Regions from separate parts of the Mus musculus genome. Here region 2 is linked to region 1. Evidence: chromatin contacts called from public promoter capture Hi-C data. All regions are on one chromosome and are shown on one strand. The core of a region is the stretch at or near the end of the contact, and the rest is flanking DNA. Distances in the headings are between cores, read along the strand shown.

Region 1 (5,620 bases), core at 1,834-4,333:
CTGGTTTTGAGCTTAGAATATGCCAATGTTTTCAGTTGGAAGCAGGAATGTTTCTGCTGATATGGTAAGAAGATAAAATAAGACATTTTCACCAAGTTATACTGCCTGAGAGTCTACTTGGCTCAAAGACAGAAATGTAACATGGGATCACAGGGGCCGAACCTAGACGCTGTGAGAAGAAGGAGGGACAGTGCTTGTTGTATGACTACGTGAGAACATTCAGAAGGCTTAGAAGCAGGACTGGTCTGTGGTCTCTACACAGGTTCTGAATGGGTCCCAGGGATTCTATCTCTGTTAGGTGTTCCCAGTGTGGCCTTGTCCAGTCACCTGTCACCTCTGGCTAGACAACTAACAACATCCTCACTGGCCTCCCTCCTCCTACCCTTTTATTTAGCCCATTCTGTTCACGGCTGCCAGTCATCTGACAGAACATGAGCTGGACTGTGTCATGCCCTGCCTGGGACCATCACTGGATGCTAACTGCTTTTGGCTATGTCATCTATGGTCCGCCACTGACCTCTTTTCCAAGTCCTATCTCCAGCCTCCCTTCGGCTGCTGAATGAGCCATGCCTTTCCCAGCCCGAGGTATGGGTACTGACAAATCCCTCAACCCAGACTGCTTTGCTCCAGAGGTATCTGTCTGGCTCCTTCTATCAATTCTGGCCTCAGCTCATATCTGCCATCCCTTCAGAGAGACCTTCTCCCACTCTCTAGTTAGAGCAGCCTGTGCCTATTCTCCTCTCATGGTCATTTCGTACAGACCATCTGCCAGAGGCCGGTTGCTGGACAAACAGTAGCGAACGCATCAATACAGCCTCTAAACTTCCCATTCCTCACTAGGTTTCTAGGTACCCACGTGTGTTCCTCCTGGAAGGCCTGCATGCCAGGTTCCATCTGCCTTTGCTCACCGAGAACTCAACAAATAGGTATCTGTTCAATGAAAGAGTGGATGTCGGGCTGGCAGGAACGTGAAGAGCTGGTGCATGCCCTGCCTCGAACTTGGCACCTGTGTGGATACCACTAGACTTACTAAAGACTCCTTCAAAGATATCACGCCTTGTTCCCAAGAATTTCCCTCTTACCATGCATTATTTCCACAACAGACAGACGATGTGTCCCCAATTCCACTGTTGAAAGCCTGTTCCTGCAGTGATGGTGTTAGGGGTGATTAGGTCACAAGGGTGGAGCCCTCTAGTGGGATTAGTGCCCTTTAGAAAACTATGAGGATGAAATGCTTGTTGTTTGAGCCATGGTTTTCTGGCACAGTACCCCAATCTAAGACACCCACTTATGGCAATGTTGGCAATCAGGTAACACGGGAGAGGAGGCGTGAATGCTTCCTTGGGGTGACATCAGTATCTGTTATCTAAAAGGAGCCCCCACCCACCAGCTCCACGTGCCTCCTCATTGCCACTTGGGCTCTATGACCTGCCAAACCCCAGCATTCCCCAGCTATAGGGCTAGGCCCGCCCCGTGACACCTCAACGGACCCAACAGCTTGCCTGGCACAAACGTTCTCTCATACAGGCCAGCTGTTCCCTTTCCCTTGTTGGGAGACTTCAGCCAGTCTTGGATTCACTTTATCTTTTCTAACATATAACAAAACTTCTTGGCAGAAGCCCAAAGGCACGTCTTCAGTACGACCACCCCGTGGTTCCTTCTGCTGACCCTAGGGTGCTGAGAGGCCTTGCAAATACTGCAGACAAAGCCAGCACCAGCTCAGAACTGCCTACCTGTCCCAGAGCGGCAGCCTAAGAAACTGACAGCCTCTGCGGTTCTGAGCTGCAGTACCAACAACCCAGGATCTCTGAAACCTGACTCCAAATACAGCAGCAGAAACACTGCCAAAAGGAAGTGCGGCAGTGTTGTTTGCTGAAGGTTTCCATTCTCCCAGGCTTGGCCTGAAGCCCCTCAGTTTAACTGGTCCCTCAAGAGGCCGCAGAACAAAAGTGACCAGTGCCTCTTTTGACACCAGTCTATGCTTTCAGGACAAGTAAGCATCCCCCCAAACCCCAAGGTCACCAACAAGACAGGCTAAGACTTGGGGGAGGAGCTGACAGCTCCACCTCAAAAGGTTTTGGGTACAAAGCTTTTACCCAAGCCATGGGGTAAACTGCATGATTACTCCAAATGTTCATTTCTTTGGGGGAAATCTCTTCAAACACTACTATTCCTAGCATCTGAGTTAGATCCAGAGGAGGTGGCCAGAGAAATCAGAGGCTTAGAGGAAGGAGGTTAGTCTGCCCTGAGGACACTACCTTCTCTCTCCCCGAAATACACCCCCATCTCAAGGGCACTTACGGGCCTCTTCCTGGGGTCCCATCCCTGTCCAGATGGTGCCCCCAACCAGTGGCAGCGGCATGGTACGGGCGGCTGGTCCAGGCCAAGAGTTGCGGATGGTGGAAGGCAAGTGGGGAACAGTAATCACGACATTATTCCAAATATCCATCGAAGACGTCAAGCTCTGAGTCGGCATCGTAAAGGCCAGAGCCAGGGTCTGAAAGTACGCCGAGGTCCACCAGCGCCTGGTCCAAGTCCTCGGGCAGGAAGACGAGGCCCACATTGAGAACGATGTATTCCATAAGGAAGGCGTAGTAAAGGATCAGCACATTGACGAAGAACAGGCCCACGTAGAACATAGAGGGCAGCAGCGGTGGCTGCACGTAGGAGACCAGGGGGCCCAGAGCGTCCAGGTGGGCTGCGACCCGGGCGCCGGGCATGCAGGGGCCGGCGATGGGGGCGGCGGCCGGGCGATCCCAGCGACCTCAGCCGCTGCGGCGCCCGGGCGGCCGGCGAGGGGGCAGCTCAGCCATCCAGGGGGCGCCCCGGGGCTCGGTGGCGGCAGCGCTGGGCCCCGGGCGGCCTCCGAAGACGCTCCTTGACACCCCGAGATGCTCAGGGCCGGGTCACGGAGCCCCGGGATCGGGCCACACGGGCCGCTCGCCCCTCAGGGCCACCCCCCTAGAAGTGGCCAGCGACTCGCTTTGTACGCTGCGCTCGCGCGCCCCCGCCGCAGCTCAGAGTTGAGGCCGCTGCTGTCTCCCCGAGGCGTTCCTCAGGCACCTTCGGCGCCCCCGCAGGCTCACTGCCCATCGCTGCAGCCGCCAAGTCGCTCTGGGCTTCCCAGCACCGCCTACCCAGAGGCTCTTCATTCATTGGCCAGTCGCATGCTCGCCCGTATTTATTGGCTAGCTCAGTGCTCCACGTTTATTGGCTTGAGCTGTCCGGGGGCGGGTACTCATTTGCTCCGCCCCATGGGAGGTGCTCCAGTCTCTAAGTTGCTCTTCTGCAGTTGGCACTCCTTAGACTGCATCTCGAACTTAGGTATGGAGCGTCACCTTTTTGGAACTTAGTTTACCCCCTTTAAAATGATGCCGGGTGGAAAAGGAATGCCGGTAATTCCACTGAAAATCTTAGATATCCCCAAAGCGCTTTTGTTGTTTTCTTTTTCACGGTATAGTAAGAAAAAAAAATCAATTACTGAGTGCCTTTGACAGAGGCATTATAGGGTTCCATGACACCCGGATGGAAAGTACCACAAGCAGGTCAAATCTTCTGCCAATAAGGCTGCTTATTGTTTCTATTATTTTGCAGTCCATGTTTAAAACCAACCAACCAACCAACCAATAATGCTAAGTATATATCTGCTCAGATTCTTCGGTTTACAGACCACCTTTGTGCTTCGTCAGGAGGATGAGTTTGCGAGGGATCAAAACCAAGGTCTGTGTGTGCAAGATATAGACGAGATGTAGCTCTACATCTGTTTTTGAAAACAACAACAACAACAACAACAACAACAACAACAACAAAACCCAAACCCTGAAAACCCAGGGTCTCACCATGAAGCCTCTGGGTGCCCTGAAATTGGCTATAGACCAGGCTGTCCCAGAACATGTAGAGTTCCACTGCCTCTGTCTCCTGAGTTCTGGGATTAAGGTCTATCCTCAATTCTTACAAAGGCCTTTAATCTAAGTCACACTTAGGTTTATAGGAGCTGGACAAGGCAATGTAGTATATTCCCTTTTCACAGATGAGGAAAACAAATTCCAGAGAAATGGATTCTCGAAGCTGCTGAGTCTCTGTCATTTCCTTTGGAGGTCAGACATGTTCTTGTTCTTTCATGACTTTTACATGGGAAACCATTAGCCTGATGCCAGTCTACATCTCTCTAATTCTTGGAAGCAATGCAAACCATTCACTCTATCAATATTCATCTAAAAACGTGCTATGTGCAAATCTTGTCCTGGGCCCTGGAGAGAACATTGGTCCCTGACTCAACTCTTTTCCTAGGACAGTCAATGGGCTGTCACAGGGGTTAAATAGCTATGAGATGTAGAAATGAATAAATGAGAGGGTGTGGGGCACAAAATCTTGCTTCCCACCGAGGTTCCCACTTCCAGTCTGGGAAGGAAGTCCAGGTGTATGTAACCTTTCATGGAGATCTTGGAGTTCTCTTTCTTTCTTACTGAATTAGTTGGGAAATGGCATGAGTTTTCAATAATGACCAGAGGAAACCTCTGAAAGTTCATCGTGGTTAGCTTTACAATGCTGCTCACATCTTTACAAAATGTTTTAAGACTAATGTGCAAAAGAAAAAGGTTGTAAGGACAAACCAGAATGTTACTGATTGGTTTTGTCAACAGAAGCAAATAAGGGTACCTGGGCTTGAATCCTGCGTCTGTCACACATAAAGTGCCTCTGTGACTCAGTTTCCTGAATTGTAAAATAAGGTTAATAACAGCATCTACTTCATATGGTTGTGAGAATTAAATAATTAATCACTTAGGATAATGACAAATGATAATGTACTACTCAATGCTTTTTATTTTTAATTCTTATTATTGCGATATTGAAGGTTGCATCCATAATGCATAAGCCACATTCCCACCCCTTTAAAAAATTTTTTTAAAGAGTTAGACCCATCAAAATGGCTCAGCTGTTAAGCAAAGATGCTGACAAGTCTGAAGATCCGACTTCAATTCTCAGATCTCAAATAGTGGAAGGCGAGAACTTGCTTTCCAAAGTTTTACAGACTCTAAGTGCGTGTGTGTGTGTGTGTGTGTGTGTGCGCGCGCGCGCGCGCGCACGCGCACGTAATACTTTTTAAGAGAACTAAACCTTGCCAAATTGCCAAGGGTGGTCTCCAATTTTAGCTGGGGTTTCGAGACACTCTTCTAATCACAAAGCTAACAATAAATAAGGTCAGATAGTCTTACTCCGATTTCAGCAAACCGTTTCCGCCCACCTTGACAGTGCCCAGCCTCTTCCTTCCTCTTGTCCCGCCTCCTCTGGACGGTCGCGCGAGTCATGCCGGTCCTTGTAGTCCGTTCGCAGAGTCCTGTCGTCAAGAGCCTCGCCGGAGAACTTCATTTCCCAGATTTCCTCGCGGCGGCGGCCGTAAAGCGCGGCGGTCGAACGGCCGGTTCCGGCTGAATGTCAGTGCGGGGCTTTGGGCTGGGGAGCAAGGTGCTTGGCAGTCTCTCCACCGCCCCCGCCGCCGCTGGCTGGGCTTGAGATGTCGCCGCGGACACCGGGCCGCTGGGCGGCTCGGACATGAAACCGTGAGGCAGGCGACAGGGCTGGTCTGCGGACATGTTTGGACGCTCACGGAGCTGGGTGG
Region 2 (5,620 bases), core at 1,382-3,881, 5.1 Mb after region 1:
AACTGCTCCTGAACACTACCCTGCCTCACCAGCTCCCAATTAACACCCCATCCCCAACCCAAAAAAGATAATTTACTTCATGATACCCAAGAAACCACTAATAAAACTCATTATTTTTAAGAAATACTACTCGTTAGCAAATATAAAACATATTCATTTTAACTGCAGTTGACAGTTTTAGAAAATAGTCAACCTTAGCAAGCAGCCTTTTACCCAAATGTAAAATTCTCCTTTCCAGGAACCTTTACTATGATCTGGAAGCTCAAAGTCAACTTCTCACCTGTGGGTAGGAGATGAGCTGTCTATACAGATTTTTGCTAAATGATTTTATGTGTTCGCAGTTCACATTTAAAAATGGCTCTCCTGTAATATTAATCTGTAAGACATATGGACAAGTCGTATTTTACTAATTATATTATCTCAAAAACCAAAACTTTCACTTGTAAATCATATTTGATTACCTCTCCAAGTTGTTGCATGTACAAAGGTTGAGTAATATCTATGCCAACATTTTCTTCTTCTTTGGCCAGAGGATCAGTAAAACACTGAAGGAATCTCTAGATGTAGAGAAACAATACTAAGCATTAATGAACTTAGGAATATGTAACTATTATTAAAATGCAAAACAATGAGACCAGCAAGATGGTCAGTAACTAAGGATGCTTGGCTGGAAGCCTGACAACCTGAGTTGATTTCCATAACCCTCACAGCGGGAAGAACCAGCCCCTACAAACTGGCCTGAAACCTCCAAATAAAAGCTGTGAAGGGCAGGTACCCCTGCCCCCAGCAATAAATATGTGACAAATTTTTTATGAGTATATAGCTATCTGTACACAAAAATAATTTCTCTGTTTTGGGTTTGAGACAGGGATCCCATTAAGAAGCACAGGCTGGCCTTGGACTTGCTGTAAGCATTTACTACCTAGCTGCTCGTGGTGGCATGCACTTTTAATCACACTCAGAAGGCATATGCGTGTGTGAGCTCCAGGAAAGACTGGTTAACAGATCCAGCTCCAGGATAGCCAGGGGAACATAGAAAAACCATCTTGAAATACCAAGAACTAAGGAAAAAAAAAGTATATCACCATTTTCCGCATGGCATATCCCTTTTCTGGAATAAAATCTAGACCACTAACAACCTGCTATTATGCACCATGGCTATTCACACATAGGTTATACTTTCACCCGAAGTCTCAGACTGAGTTTTAGTGTACATAAGCTTACCTGAAAATTCTCTTTACATGTTGCCACATTCACATCTGTTCCCCAAATCACAAGCTTTTGGCCTAGAGACTGTTCACTTGGTACGATGTCTTCTGCTGCTGCCTATTGAGAAAGCGAGGATAGAAACATGTTAATGGGATGACCTACTTTATGCTCTCAAGGTAACACCATCAGAGATCTGCTTTGTACTCACGCCATCAGACTGCAGATCCACCTGCAAACCCTTTCGTGCTGAGCCCAGATCTGGCCTCTGCCTTACAGGTGTGCCTCTCACCCCACTTCTTGGGGTTCCTTCCACTCGCGAGCTGGGAGTGCCATATGTCAATGGTGAACTAACATCAAAGTCCAAAGGAATAGCTATAAAGACAAGATATTTAGCTTTACCATGAAATCCCCATAAGCACATCAAATCCCAATTCCGGAATGCTGTTTGACAATTTAAACAGAATACTTTACTGCAATCTTTCATACCCCAATTGTAGTTCTACTATAAAGTATGCTTTCTTTGCTCACTAGGTCCTAAAATGTACCAACTCTGCTTCTCTCCTCAGGTGTTTCAGTGAAGAATCTATCAGTACACACAGAATAATAGCAACTGGTAAACCAGCAAAACCGACGGCTGACCCACCTAAAGAATGCATCTGAGGAGGGCTGGAAAACAAGGCATTCTGTGCAGGTGGGCTCTGCAGGTCGGCTCCTGGTGAGGTGGGCATTGGCAGTAGCTCTCCGGTGGAAGAATCTTCGCCTCTACGTCTCCGATTGGGTGACGACCTGCTTTCCTCACTTCGAACTTCCGTCATACAAAACAAAAAAGACGATCAACGCTCAAGCTTAGTCTTCCAGGAAGTGCCTTAGGGTAGTCATATTACTTAAACAAGAACACCCCCCCCCCAAAACCCTCAAACTGGAACAGAGGGACAAGGTGTAGGAAAAGGTGGGTCAACTGAACTGACCACGCCAGACTGCCTGGAGACGAGAGCCCAGTATGTGGGTGACAGAGGCTACTATATGCTCAAGGCCTGTCAACCACACACCAGGCTCGAAGGACTCAGGACTTTCCACAGTGCTGCGGGAAGAGACACGAGGCGGAAAGGGGGCAGATGAAGGAGGGAACTCACGGGACTGGGTTGGGGTGACTCGTCCGCGTCGGCTGCTGCGGCGGCTCGGGGTGGATGCCGGGGACGACATGGTGCTGTGGTTGCTGCGCGACAAAAGAAATCTGGCTCTCAGTTGTCCCGCTCCGGGACCTCTCGTACCTCGGATCCGGGTTAGTTGCAAACGCGCACAAAACGGCGAGTCAGGGTTCTGCGCCACCCAGGAGAACGTTCCTGGGCCCGCAGGGTGAAGCGATTCCCGCCAGCCGCTCTGTCGTCACAGCGACCGAAGACGCCTGGCCAATCAAAGAGGCAAGCGCGCGTAGCTCCGCCTCCGGAAAGCGCCGTAAGTGAACTCTGAGAAAAGGTTTCCGGCCAATCACAGCGGCAAAGGCGTGTAGCTCCGCCTCCGGAAGGCGCCACTGCAAGCCGGAGGGGGAGTTCTCGACCGCTACCTAGGAATTACAGCCTAGATTCACTTGCACGCCCCTCGCCTTGGATGGGCCAGCCTGCAGCGGGATTGCGTTTTGGCGGGAAACCCGGGGCCGGCACAACTCCCTTGTGTGTTTACATTTGCGTTGTCCCGAGTGCAAACACCAATCTGTGATATCTCCGCATGGTTAGACTGGTTCTGTCCCTTTGCATTCCGATGTGTACATGTTAAACGCTACAGATCTGCAGGCCGGTGCGCGTCTTCACCCCCCCACCCCCGCGAGAGTATAAGGGAGCAGTTCCGGCTGGGCCTTCAGGGAAGAGCTGGCTAGAGTGCTGAGACGCGCATGCGCGAAGCGGTGCCGGCGTGATGGCGGAGGAGGGAACCGGCGTACGGTGTTGGCTACTGCAGCTGCAGGAGTTCCTGTCCGCAGCAGACCGCTGCAGTGCTGCCGGGGCCAGTTACCAGCTGATTCGTAGTCTGGGGCAGGAGTGCGTGCTGAGCACTAGCTCTGCAGTGCAGGGTGGGTAAGGTCCCTAGACGCAGGGCTCAGCGTTTCTCTCCGTGGTGCGTGTAGTCAACGTCCCGTAAAGTTTATGGAATTGGTAGATGTGTATACTGCTCTCTTCCTAGTATCTGAGGAAGATGCTTTAAAACAGGTGTTGGAAAATGACCACCAAGTTTGGTAGTCATTTTTATCCAAAGTTGGATGAGAGTGCAAGATGGAAGTATTTTCTTCCAGAATAAACTCGCTTGAACTCAATAGGACCTTGACAAAAATCCTTTTTTCGTTGCACCATGTTTTCAGAATAATTGCAAAAATTAATGAAAGTCATGCAATTCTGTAGACATTTTTATTTTTTAGGTTAGGTATTTCCTATCTTGGGCTATAGCCCAAGATAGTCTGGAATTTACTATGTATGTAGAACAAGCCTTCAAATACTGGGGTTATAGATGTGAGGTACCACACGTGCCTTGCTCTTTTTAACCATTTAGTAATTGATGTGTTAAAATAGAGGCTCGAATCTGAACACAGCACACTGGGCCAAAAACAGTTCCACGTGTAAGAGGTTTGGAGGGGGTGGCAGAAAGAGAAGGCGCAGAGAGAGAGAGAGTGAGAGAGGGAGGGACATTCCCTTTATTTATATGGAAAATGACAACACAGGTAAAGGTGGGAGGTGAGCCAAGTGGATATTCTGGGAATATGGTGCCTGATGTCTTGGCAACAGGTCTGCTGGCCTTGCTGTCGCCTATGTGATGTCATAGGTTTGGGAGGTCCTGATGCCAACATACCTCCCTTGTTATAATAAAGAGAAGGAAAGAAAAAGGGAGGGGAAAGCCATGGTGAAAAGGGAGCAAGGGTGTTGTGTCTCTTAAGCTGCTTCCTGTTGTCTAGGGTGTCAATTTTGGGGGGTAGCTGGTTTTCACCATCGGGATCGACTTGGTAAACGTTCACATCAGGTTCCTCTGTGGACAGCAGCTCTTCTGTGGGCAGCAGCTGGCAATACTGTAACAGGAGCTGATTAATATTTGGTTAGGAATTTTTTGTATTTCTCATTGAAGGAATGTAGAAACAAGATTAATGAGGCAGGGAGCAAATAACACCAGGAAGATGACTAGGAAAGGTGCTTATCCCAGCACTCGGGAGGCAGAGGCAGGCGGATTTCTGAGTTCAAGGCCAGCCTGGTCTACAAAGTGAGTTCCAGGACAGCCAGGGCTACACAGAGAAACCCTGTCTCAAAAAATAAAAACAAAAAACCCAAAACAACAACAAAAGACAAAAACAAAAAATGAAAGGGAGCATCCACTTCCATATAGGATTTTCAAAAATCCCAGAACTGGAGGCCTCACGGTCCCTGAAGTTCTCTATGTCTGACTGTAGCTCCTGGGTTTTATTTCTCACTGTCCTGGATTGGTTGATGTAGAAACAGCATTTTTCTTGAAGGAACAGGCAAAGACCACCTTATTTAGCTGTCAGGACATCTAGCCCCCATCAGTTCTGAAGCACCCCAGCTGCCAAAGAATCGACCAACAACTCCTGTCTCCCACCTGGAATCCCATGGGTCTTGTATGCAGAAAAAGAGTGTCTTGTGTTGATAGAAGAAATGATTGGTCTGTGATCCTAGCATATGTATTTGACAAAACCAATATGGGCAGCCCCCATATTGTCTGGCCATTTTCTACAATAATCTTTTATGTGGTAAAAGAGAAAGCAAGTATAGAAATCATTATATTTAGATGGGATAACAGATGACAGCAATTTGGATAGGTTCCTAGCATCCGGCTACGGAGGAGTTTCCTGACCCTATTTGGAAAGACTGTTATGGGGCGGGGGGTTCCTTGCACCTAGAATCGCCAGATGTAAGGGCTGCCCTGGATGGAAATGAACAGCAGGGGGGAGGACAAGAGACCCATGTCTAATCCAGTGAGGTCAAGCTTGGCTGCTGGAGTGGAGTCTCATTTTTCTGGGATTGGGGGCAAAATAGGTGGTCTTCACGTCCTCCAGAACTTAACAGAGCATGGTCCTGTTAGGGTCGATGTGTATGAAGAAGAGTCATTTTTAGGTGGAGGAATGTAAGGTTTGAGATGAGACAGATGGACCCAATGAGAGAGTCCATGGAGTTTAGCAGCTGTAGGTGTCGTGAGGATTACCTTAAAAGGGCATTTGGGGGAGAGGGGTGAGGGTCAGTGATCTGGAGGGGATAGAAGGACTTGGTCTCTAATGCTGACAGGCAGTGGACAGAACACAGTGTGTGGCCAAGGTAGATGGTGGTCAGCAAAGTTCCATAGGAGAGAATGGAGGTGGCAAATTAATGGGGTGAGTAGATGGTCTGAGAGGGGAGAGCATTTGTGTGAAAGACCAGGAGTT

What was found. Promoter capture Hi-C pulls out the DNA fragments that hold promoters and counts their contacts.
Region 2: a contact with region 1 is called in a promoter capture Hi-C map of pre-B cells, with 5 times the contacts expected there. The contact joins the promoter of Mcm4 here to the promoter of Dexi in region 1. A contact is called at or near these places in 1 of 39 promoter capture datasets (pre-B cells) and 1 of 484 Hi-C or Micro-C datasets (CD4 T cells).

What each region holds. Positions count from the first base shown.
Region 1 is chr16:10,539,971-10,545,590 of GRCm38.p6, forward strand. It overlaps Dexi (dexamethasone-induced transcript), which reads right to left and starts at 3,084. Exons shown (of 2, transcript NM_021428.4): 1 at 2,302-3,084. The coding sequence starts at 2,720. The coding sequence ends at 2,433. Clec16a (C-type lectin domain family 16, member A) reads left to right here and starts at 5,369. Exons shown (of 23, transcript NM_001204229.1): 1 at 5,369-5,620. The coding sequence starts at 5,593.
Region 2 is chr16:15,634,769-15,640,388 of GRCm38.p6, forward strand. Mcm4 (minichromosome maintenance complex component 4) reads right to left here and starts at 2,632. Exons shown (of 16, transcript NM_008565.3): 1 at 2,343-2,632; 2 at 1,853-2,014; 3 at 1,418-1,581; 4 at 1,225-1,326; 5 at 462-557; 6 at 281-376. The coding sequence starts at 2,412. It overlaps Prkdc (protein kinase, DNA activated, catalytic polypeptide), which reads left to right and starts at 3,098. Exons shown (of 86, transcript NM_011159.2): 1 at 3,098-3,274. The coding sequence starts at 3,121.